2 separate regions of the Macaca mulatta genome follow, and region 1 is linked to region 2. A link is a contact called in public Hi-C data. All regions are on one chromosome and are shown on one strand. The core of a region is the stretch at or near the end of the contact, and the rest is flanking DNA. Distances in the headings are between cores, read along the strand shown. Region 1 has its middle 20 kb from the start of FMOD. Region 2 holds the start of LOC144341201 (a long non-coding RNA gene).

Evidence for each region. A called contact is a pair of places that touch in the nucleus more often than the background predicts.
Region 1: a contact with region 2 is called in a Hi-C map of fetal cortical plate, with 2.2 times the contacts expected there. The contact joins two enhancer-like sites. A contact is called at or near these places in 9 of 14 Hi-C or Micro-C datasets (CD4 T cells, blood, cortical neurons and 5 more).

Annotation. Positions count from the first base shown.
Region 1 is chr1:61,060,580-61,068,003 of T2T-MMU8v2.0, forward strand. No RefSeq gene overlaps it. Among named protein-coding and RNA genes, the nearest start is that of FMOD, 20 kb to the right of the region's middle. Within about 2 kb of position 4,397, at least 20 of the 40 cell types and tissues checked have an H3K27ac peak or open chromatin away from gene starts, as enhancers often do. A contact at or near this core is called in fetal cortical plate, where this site is marked.
Region 2 is chr1:61,009,435-61,016,634 of T2T-MMU8v2.0, forward strand. It overlaps LOC144341201 (a long non-coding RNA gene), which reads left to right and starts at 507. Exons shown (of 2, transcript XR_013417986.1): 1 at 507-1,120; 2 at 1,977-2,450. Within about 2 kb of position 5,712, at least 17 of the 40 cell types and tissues checked have an H3K27ac peak or open chromatin away from gene starts, as enhancers often do. A contact at or near this core is called in fetal cortical plate, where this site is marked.

The DNA of each region.
Region 1 (7,424 bases), core at 3,147-5,646, 50 kb after region 2:
GGAGCACTGATTGTTTCCTAGGATGAGATTCAAAGATATCCAGGAGGGTGGAACAGGATGTAAAAGCACTTGTTGAGATTATGGTGTTATTTGAATGTGAGGGATTGATGTGGATCCATGCTGGCCTTGGAGTCCAAAGGTTGTTATCTGGGTCTAGCATGGGGCCAGCTGCAACTGGCAGCTTGAAACCCATTTTTTATGGTTTTGAGGTTTCAGCCATCAGTCTGGCAGGCAAGTAATGAGTGTCCTGCAGTAAGTGCCCTCTTATGGGCAGAGACAGGACCCTTCGAGAAGCACAGGGAGAGAGGAGAGCAGAGGAGAAAGAACAGGGATTGGTCTGCAGTGTTGCCAGTCCAAAGGAGGTGACAGGAAAATTATATATCAAAGTACCTAAAACACTAACTACATGGGATTGAATGCAAACTAATGGAATTACATAGAATGACCTACATCAGTGCTCGGATGTTAGGTACACAAGTGGAAATGATCAGAGATGGGTGAGGTTAGCTTGAGCAAGGATTGGGAAAGACAGATATTTCAAGAAATGCCTTTGCAGCTAGCATGTCTTTACTACCTTATTTATGCCCAGGAGAAGACATTCCAACCACTTCTGGGCACTGGCACTTTGGCCAACACAAACAACAGGAGGTCAGGTGGGTGGGCAGAAGAGCAGGGCATGAGGCCAGTTAGGAGAGGGTCAAGTGCTGTTCCCTGTGTTCTCTGGGTAGCCACTTTGCTCCCCCATGCTTCCTATCCTCCCCTGACACCAGCATCACCAGCTTAGCCCTCTGCAGAAAGAACAGCAGCAGCATTTAGCCTAGAAGAAAGCATGCCTATGGCCTCAGAATCATGACTTTACTAAACCTTTGATTAAGACATAGGGATGACTCCCTTTTATTCTGAATGTATTGACCTCAATAAACAAACTCTTAGCACCTTAGCCCAGAGTTCCCCTTAAATCCTCCCAAGTCAGGCTAGATTGATGGAAGGCAGAGGGAGAAGGGAGACAAAAATCTGAGATTCAGGAGGTTGCAGGGAGGACACTAGCCTTAGCTCAGCCTCCACCCCTACTCTCTAAAAAAAGATCTCTGCACAGCCTTAGACCTTTCTAGTCTCAGTTGCCTCATGAAATAATAGATGTGAAGTACTTTGAACTACGTTTAAAGTGCCATGCCCACCCCACTTCCTGGGAGATGTGGCTGTGGGGAACTTGAGAGCCTTGCGCAGCTTCTCCTGTTTACCAGGCACTGGATTGGGCATCAGCTTGCTCTCTACCACACTAGGAGGTAGGGCAGTGGGGGTTCTTAACTCCCCAGTTTACAGAGAGGAAACTAGAACTCGGAAAACCCAGATGACTTGCCCAGAGTTACACAACACGCAGACGGTGAGCTGAGACTGGAAGCTGAGTTTTCTGACTCCTGGCCCATTCCTAGCTTCTTAATGTTTGTGGGAATGTGTGGATGATTTTAATACAATCCCATTCTGGAACAACTCAAACTTTATCATTAAACTGCAGAGCACCCAGATCCCACCATTCCCCACCTGTCCCGGAGGCCTTGGATTTTCCACTTAGACCCATTTCTGAAGAGGTGAAACAATGCTGGTCAGGGATGTTTGCCTGATGAAAGCCTCAAAGTACAAAGTCCCGAATTACTGCTGCTGCCCCAAACTGAAGTCTTCCTTCCCAGGGGCCCCGGCTCTGCGCAGAGCTGGCCAGAAGCTGAGGAGGAGCGTGGGGGCAGAGCTTCCCCAAAGGAGGACAGATGGGCAGGCTGGCCGCAGTGCCCGTGCTTTCAACACACTTTTGTTTTCCAGCCAAACACGCAGCATCAGTTCCCCTCTCACCTCCCGCTCCCTAGCAACCCACCCTCTAGCCCCCATCCTGCCTTCGGGTTGGCCCTGAGATGCTGATGGGCTCTAGAGGGACTGGGGTCTTTCTCCTTTATGACTTGGGAGAAGGATGAAAGGAAGCTTGCAACTGGTGTGGGGCAACTGTTGCCATCTGTCTGGTGGGACGTCACCAGGGAAGGTCTCGCCCATTCACTCCTTCACGCACCGCTGGGCTTGGGCCTTTTGTTTGGTTGGCTGGGGAGGGGGGCTGCTGTAGTGGAGGGAGGCCGCGGGTGAGAGAAGCAGCTTCTTTGTGTCTGGACCAAACTTTCAGTGACTCACCAGGTTAATTTGCATGAGGATGCTGCCCAAGCCCCAAACCACTCAAGTGACACCCCCTCCCCACTTCACAAACTCTCCCCCTCCTCCTTTGGTCACACAGCTCCCCAGAGTCAGAGGGAGATGCTCTGGCTCCTGCATTGGGATGAGGAGCAGGCCAAGCCTCTGGGTCCTCTCTCTCCACCCTCGTCCCTGTCCCTTTCCCAGTGTGAGTTGGATCTGGTGTCCTCCTCCCTCCCCACCCCTAGCCTGGAAGAGCTGACATCCAAAGTCCTGCTTCCTCCTTACAGTTCTGTTCTTTATGTTTGCTTTTTTCTGTGCACTAGGCCTGGCAGGCGGAGGGGCCAAAGCCAGAGAAAAGACCCATTAGCCACCGCCCGGCAGCTGGGCAGGAAAAGAAAGGAACTGAATAGAGGCGGTGGGGTTGGCAGACCTCCAGCCCAGCTCCTGGTCTTTGAATAAACACCCCAGCCAGGGGCTGGGGATCAGTGTGGGGAGGCTTTGGGGCGTTTCATTATTTAAAGGTCTCTATTCTATGAGCTAAGTCCCTTGGGAAGGGGGAGGACAAGCAGATGGTGTGCCCCAGGAGCTGGGAAACGGGTGCAGGGTGCAGGGTGGGGTGGAGGATGGGAGTAGGGGAGACTGAACCAGAGGCAGGGCTCAGAGAGTAAGAGCATGGGGGAATGGGAAGTGAAACAGCGGACTGCCCTCCTGACCCAAGCAGCGCCCTGAAAATAGCCTTTCCCAACACCAGCTGGGGGCAGGTTCTCAGCCTCTTCTTCCTGTACCCCTTAACACCATTCCCCAGCTTCAAAGTTGGTGTCTGTCCTAAGCGAGATCCATTTTGAAAACATACAACAAAGCTGTGAAGTTTGGGGGATGAATAGTTCACCTTTCTCCTGGCTCTGAGGCACGCTCCAGGCTGGTCCAGGGGATCAGCACTGCACAGATGGGAGGATTTTCTCTGGCTCCATTTTTTTTTTTTTTTTTTTTTTTTTGCATAGTGGTGAAATTCATCTATAAAATTCAGCATTTTATCTGTGTTCATTTTGAGTGGTGAAGCCACACGGGGAATCTCTCGGGAGTCTGGAGAAGTCTTGAGAGTCCTAAGGACCTTAACTGAAAGTCCTGCTCTTGGGTGGGGGGCATGTGGTGTTTCAAAAAGGCAACCATCCTAGCCTTTTCCTTTGGCAATATAGCGGGAAAGTCCACATCTTCTAGAGCAAAGTCAGACGGGTTTCCCAGGTGGAAACAGACTACCTAGATACAGCTAGCTCTGTGACAACAGGCAAGTTACCTAACTTCTCACTGCTTGTTTTTTCAACCTTAAGATCGGATAAAAGTAGTTCCTAGTTGGTATTGTTGGGAGGATTGATTTTTGTGAGGTGCTCAGAAGGGTACCCAGCTCTTAGTACACAATAAATGTGATTAAATATTATTATGGCCATTACTAGAACAGGAGGCATTTATCTAGGTTACACAATGGAAACTGAGAGAAACAGGATTGGGGAATTGAGTATGAGGCCAAAGGAGAATGTGTGAGGGGTAGACTTGCCTCCGCCCTTTCTCCCTTGTGTAACTGGGTTATGGTTGGAAAAGTGAGACCCTACCGTCCAGACCCTTGCTTTGTGGCGGTTTGGGCATTATTGTTACACGGGGAGAAGGTATGCGATTTACGTCTTCGGCTTCCCGGGGCCCTTTTCACTCTCTCATTAGCCCCTCCGGGCCTGCGAGGTCAGCTGGTCCCTTTTGGGGCACACACTGCAAGACAGCACTGTCTTCAGGTCATAGTCTGGTCTGCCTCAGAAGTTAGTTGGGTGTTTTTTGCACCTTCTCACGTTCGCAGGTCCCTCTTCCTCAATATGCTTGGTGGTGAGGGTAAGGGGACAACGGCAATGCCTTTCAACCCGGGACCGCTTCGGCCATGGCGATCCCACACCGGCTGCCTGGAGTTAAACCTGCCCGGCAAGGAAGCTTCGGGGAGGAGGGAGACAGCGCCGGCTGGGCGTGCGAAGGCAAGCAGGTGACTGGCTCCCTCCCTCCCGGATATGGGCCCTCGGCCTCTCACCCCCCAGCCACCCACCCACGTCCCTCAATCCCCACGAGCAGCTGGCTGGGACCTGAAAGCGCCACCAAACGCCCTCACAAGTCTGCTTTCTTCGCCGGGCAACAGCGGGCGCGCAGCAGCCTCCTCCCGCTCTGGCGAATCCCCACCTTGGCAACAAGCTGCTGATTGGCTGGCTCAGGGGCGGCGCGGGCCAATCCAAGCCCTGCCTGAAGCCGCGGTGTTTGGCCGAAAAGTATTAAGGAAAAAAAAAAAAAAAAAGAAAGAAAGAAAAAAAAAAGGTGGGGCCGGGCGCTAGGTGGCTTCCCAGCGCAGTTGCTCCCCCGGCGGCGGTAGAGAATGGGGCCTTTCAGAGAAGTGGGAGGCGGGGAAGAGGCGAGGCGTGGCGACCGCTGGGCTTGGGCCTTCTCGCCACCTGCCGCCGGAGCTCAGGTCCCTAAAACCTCGAAGGCGTCCCCGCTTCTCAGGCCCTCCTCGCAGCTTGAGCGACTGCAGGGCCCCGCCCGGCGCTTCTTGAGCAATCTGGAAGTTCGGGGGTGAACCTCTGGCCCTTTCCCGTCCTCCCTCCAGAGTCCCTCAGGCTTTGGGAATTGATTTCCCCAAGTTCGGGCTCAGGCCCTCTTCATTTTCTTCTCGTGCCTCTGCGTGCTCGCGCCCTCCTGTGGGCCCAGTTACTTGATCTCTGTCTGCCATCGCCAATCGGCCATCCTCTAAAACCAGATTAACCACCCCCTCCATTGTACTGTGGCCACGGGCGCCAGCCTCAGCCTCTAAGACAGCATGCAGTTCCCCAGCACGTACATTGTAAACTTCGTTTAACGAATCTTGAATGATGTTGTTCCCTTGCCCCAGGACGCAGAAGCACACACACACCTACAAACTCAAAGAATTCGGCACAGTAGCAGCGAGATTTAGACTCAAGAGACAGGTGACCATGAATCGACCCTAGCCTCTGCCACTTTCTGGCTGTGTTAGTTTGAGCAGTTACTTAACCTCTCCGAGTCTCAGTTTTCTCCTATGAAAAATACTAATGATAATAATGGCACTATCTCCTAGCATTATTGTGACAAAATGCCTCATAATTGCCTAATAAATGCTGATATTATTTTAGGTATTAATAACAAATGAATGAGCATTTCTTTCTCATATTTTACCTCAGCTCACCATTCTTGATTTAGGTGCTGGGGATAGCACTAGATCCTAAGGACATTTAAAGTCCTATTAGTAAAGTAATTTGAGACTCAGAATACAACGTGGTATGGTTTCAAGGCCCTGGGATGGGTCCTGCGTTTAGCTCCTAGATTTTTGCTAAGGGAGAAATCTCTTGGCAAGACTGAATTTCCATTTTCTTCAAGGTCTTTTCTTCAAATTTCCACCTCTCAAAAATTTTTAGAACAGCATCACGCAAGGACTTACAACTCCCTTTTTAATAGGATTTAACTTTCTGCTTTTGTTAGGTAGAGCATTCCATAAATGTTCTCTCCGTATATGCACATTAACACTAAGATGGGCTTGTATGTTTTCCCCAAATCTCTTTCCTGAAGTATTTTCTTGTCACCTGGAGACTCACCCCTTCTGCATTCTCTTGCCTGCCAGAAACATACCACATGCTGATACATACATTATCTTCAGTGAACATGGAGACTGGCTGTTCAGTGCTTACAGACCCCTGGCTGCTGTCCAGTTCTATCACCTGCTGGGCTTGGTTGATGTTTCACATTGTTAAGAACAAAAGCAGTGATGCGTCTGGGGCATTTCAGTGACGCCTGACGGCGGGGTCAGGGAGGAGGGTAAGGAACACAGAGAGACGGGATACAGTTCAATGGGGAGCCAGTAAGACTGGGGTTCCGTCTTGAGTCTGGGCCTTTAGGGAGACAAGTCAATTAAGCTTGCTGGGTCCCAGTTACCCTGTCTGTAAAGTAGGGTGTCTCATACCTGTCTCCTTCCTGCATAGATGTGTCAGGGAAAGAAATGTCATAGAAGTGAAAGCACTTTATATTTTCTGGGTTAAAAAAAAAAAGGTGTGGCGTGGCGCCGGGCGCGGTGGCTCACGCCTGTAATCCCAGCACTCTGGGAGGCTGAGGCGGGCAGATCACGAGGTCAGGAAATCGAGACCATCCTGGCTAACATGGTGAAACCCCGTTTCTACTAAAAATACAAAAAATTAGCTGGGCGTGGTGGTGGGCACCGGTAGTCCCAGCTACTTGGGAGGCTGAGGCAGGAGAATGGCGTGAACCCAGGAGGCGGAGCTTGCAGCGAGCAGGTATTGTGCCACTGCGCTCCAGCCTGGGTGACAAGAGTGAGACTCCATCTCAAAAACATAAAAAAATAAAATAAAAAATGTGTGTGGTAGGGGTGGGTGTGTAATGGGCTGTTAAATCCATTTCATGCCACTCTTCATTGGTCCCCAAATAATATGATTCCACAGGTGTCATTAAAAACTTATGAATGCAGCTCTGTGTTAACTGTTGGGGAGTATTAGCAGGAATCATATGATATGATCCCTATCTTTAAAGAATTTACAGTCTAACCAGGTTGCTTAACTAACACATGAAACATTGATGTGCGGCACTACTGTGGTTTCTAACAATGGTTCCTCAACCTATTCAGTTCTGTCCTGCAATGAAAGGATCATCTGGCGATGTGACAGTAGAGCCAATCAGCGGATGTACCTCACCCCAACCAGCACAAGTGCTGGCCCCTTACCTCTCCCTTTCTGTCGTTTCAGTGTTACAAACCATCCTTGCTGCTGCCTTCAGTGTTCATGAACCATGGCCTGATGCTTTGAGTCCTAGGCTTGGGATGATAGTGCATTCACTCAGCCTGCTCTCCTCCTCACCCTTGATGCTGCCCTTCACCTGCAGTCACGCAGTGCCTGTTCCTGATGCTTTCCCGCCTGCACCTGCCACTGCCACTCTTCACAAATGCCAATGCAGCCATTGTAGCTGCAGCTGCTACTCTGGGGTGGACCCTGGATGGGACTTTGGGGGTGCTGTTGTCCCTGCCTCTCCCACCCTGGGATAAAAGGGCCATCTTTCTTCCCCCTTCTACAAGAGGAAGAAGAGTGCTAGTGTAGCCCTCTAATCTCGGCATTTGCTCCTTAGGCCAGGTCACCAAGAAAAGATGCAAGGTAGCCAGGTTCAGTGGCACATGCCTTTAATGCCAGAACTTTGGGAGGCTAAAGTGAGAA
Region 2 (7,200 bases), core at 4,462-6,961:
GCTGACAGAGCATTTGCCCAGCATCGCGATCCTTTAGCCCAGAACCCTCCCTGAGCAGGCCCAGGATATAGAAACGGTCCAGCGTTGGCCTTTGACCGGGGAGAACAGGGTGAGGGGGAGACCCAGGCGCGGACTCCTGCGGGGGTCTGGGTGGGCCCAGTGAGGTCAGTTCTGGTTCTCCAGTGAAGTAGACCAATTCCAGGGCGGCCCCCAACTTGCTGTGTGATCCTGGGACATTTGCTTAAACTCTCTGAGCCTCATCTTTCCTTCCACACGATAGGGAAACGATCTTACCTTTGGGAGAATGAGTTGAAGTAAATCACTCTGACCCCCTAGACGGAGAGGAAGGAGCGAGAGAATTTCTGCCATCCCACAGGACCCAGCACAGAGGAGGCGGCTCCCCCAGCTTATTAACCACAGACCGGGTGTGCGCGCCCAAGCTCACCGGCAGAGGGCGCCAGGCCTCCGCTTGGTGCTTGAGCCTCGAGGCCCAGAAAAGGTACCTGGTCCCCAGAGGTCTGAAATCGCCGATTGTGTTTATTCAAAGCCAGTCACCATTGCTCACCCGTCTGACTTCCTCTGGGTGTGTGTGGACGGGCGTGCGTGTGACCGCGTCTGTGCACCGGGGAAGGTGCTGTGGGTTTTGTGCTGAGCCAGGGGTGGGGCTTCTCCTGTCCGCCAGGTCCTGGGCTCCCGGCAGCGGCCGGCAGGGGCGGTGCCGATGCTGCAGGAGGGTCAGGAGCCACTGCCTCGTGCTCAGCCCTACGGGAGCCACTCTGTGTGCCCTGCAGCGGGAAGGACCCACCAGGTAGACCACCTCCTTGGCCGATGACCCCTGCAACAGAGCCGTCTCTCCGGTGCTCCTGCTAGCCAAGTCAGTGTGAGGTCCGGACGGAGGAAGCCCTGCTTGTTTCTCTGTTCAGAGGAAAGGAGTCAGGGGATTGTAAAATAGGCCTTAGGTTCTTGGACAAGAAGACAAAACCAAACCAAACTTAGGTTCTTGGACAAGAAGACAAAACCAAACCAAACCAAAAGCCTGGTGAGATCACTGTCTTACCCAGACGCAGGTGATTGCTCAGGTCGGATCAGCCAGCCTGGGCTCTGATACCTGCCAGGCCAGGTGAGGCCCATGCACAGGGGAAGGGGGTTAGCATGGCCTCTGCCTGGGACTCCCAGCCTGAGGGGGCAATGCATCCTCACCCCAAGAGACAACTGTTTGCAGGATGATACTCCCCAGGATAGTCAGGCTGGTCTGGGAGGCAGCCTGTGGCCACACAGGGTGGAGAAAGCGAACTCAAATTGTGAAGTAGACAGGGCTAGCGGAGGCCCCTCCCATCTGCCCTGTCAGCATCCCCTTTTTGCTTCGCCACTTCCCAGAATCACCCTTTTCATAGACACTTACACATAGATGACCACCATGTGATCATCCTTCCCAGGCTGAGGATACAGACAGGAGCTGGCAGAGCAGGGAGGGTGCTGGGCAACTACTACAGGATCATGAACCCTGGGGAAGGCTCCTGATGGTGGTAGGTGGCCGAGGGGGCGGGGCACCAACAAAGGCTTCCAAGACCCTGAAGGAGGCGAGGCACGCTGAGTCTTAAGGAGCCAGAGGCGTCATCTTATCAGGTGACAGGAGTGAGGCCCCACGGCAATGCCTGCTGTGGAGGGGCCAGTGGGCTAGGCAGGCACCCACAGCAGCTGTGGTAACTTCGGGCAGACTAGAAGGCTGAGTTATTTTACAAACGCTTATTCTGTGAGGTTGGTAGAAAAATGAAGCTCAGAGAGGTTACGTAACTTGTCCCAGGACACACAGCCAGGACTTTTGCCTGTATATCCCAAGCTGTAGCCTGAACTGGCTCCTTAGGTAGCCTCTGCCCCTCCCACCACCCCAACTCCCTGAAGCAGAACCTCGGTTAGAGTGGCAGGGCCCGTCTTGTTTTGACAGTTCTAGAACTTGTCTTTGTTTTATTTTTCAGGTGACCAGAATTGGTTAACACCTACAGGCCTGGCTCACCCAACCAAACATACAGTAGGTGGGTGAATGGATAAACAGAACGCCACTGTGACCGCTTACAGTGAGCTCCAGTCCATTTAGAAGGCTGGTGTCAGGAACTGGCTCAAGTCATCCATTCCCTCCTGGTGATGCTGGGCAAATGCAGAACCAGAGCAAATGGAGCCAGCCTTTCTCGAAGGATTCCTCAATCTGTCAGACTGGGCTACAGAAATGCGTGACGTGCCGGGAAGTGTCAGGGAAAGTGTGGCTCAGGAGTGACCTGGATTGTAATCTTAGCTCTACCAGTTCTTAACAACATGTCCTTGGCAGGTCGCTTAAGCCCTGGCCTGTTCATCTGATACATGGAGATGATCATAGAACAATCCAGAGAGTTGCTGGGAGGAGCATACAGATGATGTGCTGTGCAATGACTAGGTCCAGGCAGATGCAACATAAACAGTAGCTCTTGCTATTACTGGGCAGCTGGGTGACTTCCCTGTCTACAGAAGGCATATTTACAATGGCCACTGTCTTCGTGCTCTTCTTCTTCACCCCGGTCAGCCCTGGGTCCTCTCACAAGCCCTTGCTATTCCTCAAGCCCTTCCATTATCACAGTGTCTCTCCAGTCAGGCAGGTGCCAAATAATCCATTGGGCTACAATTTGATTCAGTGACATTCTTTTTTCTTTTCTTTTCTTTTTTTCTGAGATAGAGTCTAGCTCTGTCGCCCAAGCTGGAGTGCAGTGGCATGATCTTGACTCACTGCAACCTCCACCTCCTGGGACTACAGGCACACACCATCATTCGTGGCTAATTTTTGTATTTTTTGTAGAGACGAGGTCTCACTGTGTTGCCCAGGCTGGTTTCTCAAACTCCTGGGCTCAAGCGATCTACCCGCCTTGGCCTCTCAAAGTGCTGGGATTACAAGCGTGAACACCGTGCCCCGCCAACTGAGTGCCATTCTTACCCTAAGGGTGCAGAGCGCTCAACTCGAGGGAGATGTTTTCTGGTTCTTAGAGTGGATTTGAAAATACTATATCTCACTTCCCTCAGCCACATGCCTTCCCTGAGTGACACGTTTCCCAGGTGACAGGTTTCCAAGTCTGGGGGACCTGAGACAACAGCCTGATACTGCCACTTGCCACAGTATGTGACCTTGGGCATGTTTTTTGCCCTTATGGAATCCCAGATTCCTTATGTGTCAATCGGGGCACATTCAGCCACAGAACTGGGAGAGGATCCCAGCGTTAAAGTGTCTAATGCCTGGCCCAGTGTGAGGAGGGACTCGGTAAGTGATAATTGTCTCATAGTCATGACACTGATGCTGGGTTTTATAAAGTTTCAAATTTAGAGATTTTACTGAGCCCATGGGAGAGAAAGATCAACTTCACAAACAGGGCTATGGGGCAGGTTCCCCGCAGGCGTCTGAAGCAGGTTGGCTGAGTCCCTCCGCTCCTTGGCCTCAGCTCTGTCTCTGATCCCGCTAGTATGAACTGCTGGTGGAGAAGGGGGAGATGGAGGAGGACGCTCCCAGAGTGATCTGCTTCCCCCATTTCCTGCAGACTGGTTTCTTACCTGGAGACCTGAGGGACCAAGGAACTGAGGCCAGAGCTGCCCAGAGGAATCTGAAGATTTGGGGTTGGTGGGTGGAGAAGAGGGTGTGGGGTGCTGCTTGGGCCAGGAGGATGGAAGCCTTTTGGAAGAGCCTTTCTTCCCCCCAGATGGCCCCTTCCTAACCTCTACCCTGCCCACACTCTCTACACAATCCTCTGAAGGAGAGAGGCAGCCCCCAAACTGGTCTTCTTGAAGATACCCCAATTCAGGTTCACCCTCCAAGAAAGCACACTCCTAAGAAAGCCAACTCTATCCATGCTCTGGTTGGAAGCCTGCTGTGGATGACATGAACACGAACCAGCCTTAGAACATCAGGATCCCCCAAACTGTGCTGCACACACAGCTCACGGATGTCCTTCACAGCTGCCATTTCCATCCCTGCTCATCACCATCCTGTGGGTTAGCAGAGCAAATGTTTCTATTCCCATTTTACAGACCAGGGAACTGGGTCCCAGGAAGGAAGGGGCCTGCTGAGGTCACACGGCCTATCCTTCACACTAGAGTACATGGAGAACAGGACTTGTGTCTCCCAGGGTGGCCCCTGATGAGCCGAGGGCCCAGGAGGGGTTTGGCTGACTCGAGTGCTCAGTTCAGCTGCCTGGTGAGATGTACCAAGTCCTAGTACTTTAGAAGGGTGGGAGACAGCCAGTGCCTGGAAACAGCACCCTGGCCGCCCCCAGCCAGGCCCTGACCTGCTGGATGGGGCTCAGACTCAGGAAGAGCTGCTGGAAACCTAAGTTCCCCCTTGGCTAGGAATGGAAGGGTTTGGAAGCACTTGGGGAAGAACCTGCCCTCAGTACTTACCTGTGGGAGTCTGGGGTTTCCCTCTGTTTCCTTGTCCCTCTGGGTTTTTGCGTTACTTTGTTTTTGGTTTTCTTTTTCTTTTTCTCCAGGGCTGACAATAAAAGGGGAGGCAGTGGTATGAATTTCTGAGCTGGAAATCTGGAAGGGGAACTGAGCTAGACTCTGATGTGTATCACATTAATCCTGTGTAACATTTCTCACAGATCTGCCCGTGCTGTGTCTTTGAAAATTGTCATGGCTAGCCAAGGTGGGTGGATCACCTGAGGTCAGGAGTTCAAGACCAGCCTGGCCAACATGGTGAAACCAAACCTCATCTCTACTAAAAATACAAAATTCAGCCAGGCATGGTGGCGTGTGCCTGTAATCCCAGCTACTCGGGAGGCTGAGGCAGGAGAATCGCTTGAACCTGGGAGGTGGAGTTTGCAGTGAGCCAAAATCGCATCACTGCACTCTAGCCTGGGCGACAGAGTGAGACTCTGTCTCGAAAAATAGAAAAAAAAAATTGTCATGGTTCGAACCCATACTTGGGGGCTCCATCTCTGTCTCTGACTGTCTATCTGCCTCTGCCTCCCTCTGTCTCTGCCCATTTCCTGTGTCTGTCTTTGTCTCTACGTGTGTGTGTGTACAAATACATATATGTGTATGTGTGTGTGTGTATATATATACACACATATATATATATATTCTGTCTTTCTCTGTTGCTATCTCTCCCCTGACCAATCTGATCTGAAGGATCACAGAGCTGGATGGGACAAGGGTCACCATCTCATCCATTCACAGCCTTTTATCAAGATGGTCTGTGAACCATTGGATGTGGGTTAGGTTTTGAAACAAACTTCCCCTTTCCGCCCCACTGGGGCATCAGTTCATGCTCAGCTTGGGTTTAACAGTCTCCAAATTTCCTCCTTGAGCCAAATTCTCACCCTTCCTGCTGCCGTTTGGACACTTGCTTTGGTGTCCTGTGGGGAGTAATGATAAGGCAGAGGTCACAGTCCTGGCCCCCACCCAGCCTTGCCTGCGGCCAGTGAAACTGGTGTTTGCCGGGGCGGTCCTGGCCAGGAGAGAGGAGGAGGGGCAGAGGCAGCTGGGCAGTGTGAGCAAGATGCCGCGGGGGCCCGGGGGAGACTGCAGCCAAGTGCTGTGTCTGAGGATATTTATAGACGGACACACAGAGAGACACACACGCAGGGACGGAGTACGGTTTGTTTCCTGGAAACGTGGACTGTTCTCTCAGTCCTACCAGATTTCCGAGGGAGTGTCATGCTGAAATAGGGAAAACTGTGTCCGCTGTCTGGTGTCCACCCTCCACAGGAGAGATCTGATTGGCTCCACTCCCCCTTGGTAACTGCAGCGACTGCCCCTGGCCTGGGGAAGCCCTTTCCAGGCATTCCTGACTGCCCTGCTCATTTCTCTGTCTCATCTCACCTCCCAGGCCTCCTCGAGCTGCTCCCGCAACAAGACACTGCACCAGTGCTTGCCCTTCTTGGGGCCTTGCCTCTGCCCCTCCTGGCCTTTGCACACACAGCTCCGTCTGCCAGGAATGCTTTTCCATCCATTCCTACCCTTCTGGCAAAGCCCTGCTCATCATCTGCCCACACGTCACCTCCTCTGAGGGGTCTTTTCTCACCTCTCCTCTGAGAGCTTAGGACTTTGCACGGTTATATCGCTGTTGTTATTTCTTTCTTTTTTTTTTTTTTTTTTTTTTTGAGACGGAGTCTCGCTCTGTCGCCCAGGCTGGAGTGCAGTGGCGCAATCTCGGCTCACTGCAAGCTCCGCCTCCCGGTTTCACGCCATTCTCCTGCCTCAGACTCCCGAGTAGCTGGGACTACAGGCGCCCGCCCCTGCGCCCGGCTAATTTTTTCTATTTTTAGTAGAGACGGGGTTTCACCATGGTCTCGATCTCCTGACCTTGTGATCCGCCCACCTCAGCCTCCCAAAGTGCTGGGATTACAGGCGTGAGCCACCACGCCCGGCCCGCTGTTGTTATTTCTATTTACCTCTGTCTCCGCCTCCAAACCGTAAATTCCTCAAAGTCAAGGACTTTCTCTTACTCATCTTTGCATCCTCAACATGTAGACCAGTTCCTGAAGCAGAGCTGATGAGCAATGGAGAATTGTTGAATGAATAGATGAGATTTTTACAGCGTAGCTGCTAAGAGTTCAAGGTCCGTGTTCAGTGGAAGATTTGGTTTAAATACCAGCTCTATGTGAACTTAACCTGGAATTAGAAAACAAAACAAAACAAAAACCAAAAATAAATAAATAAATGCCAGAGCTCTGTCTCTTGCTAGCTGTGTGATTTTTCCAGTCACTTGGCCTCTCTAAGTGATTCCACGTCTATAAAGTGGGCTATAACAATAGAACCTTGCAAAGGCCCGGTGCAGTGACTCACGACGAATCCCAGCACTTTGGGAGGCAGAGGCGGGCGAATCACAAGATCAGGAGATTGAGACCGTCCTGCCTAACACGGTGAAACCCTGTCTCTACTAAAAATATAAAAAATTAGTCAGGCACGGTGGCAGACGCCTGTAGTCCCAGCTACTCGGAGGCCGAGGCAGGAGAATGGCGTGAACCCAGGAGGCGGAGGTTGCAGTGAGCCCAGATCGCGCCACTGCACTCCAGCCTGGGCTACAGAGTGAGACTCCATCTCAAAAAAAAAAAAAAAAAGAAAAAAGAAAAATGCAGTAGAACCTTGCTTATGTGATTAACGTAAAATTTTAACGACATTACATATTCACATAGTTATTCACATAGTGCCTGGCACACATAGGTTTTTCTCACAACCCACATT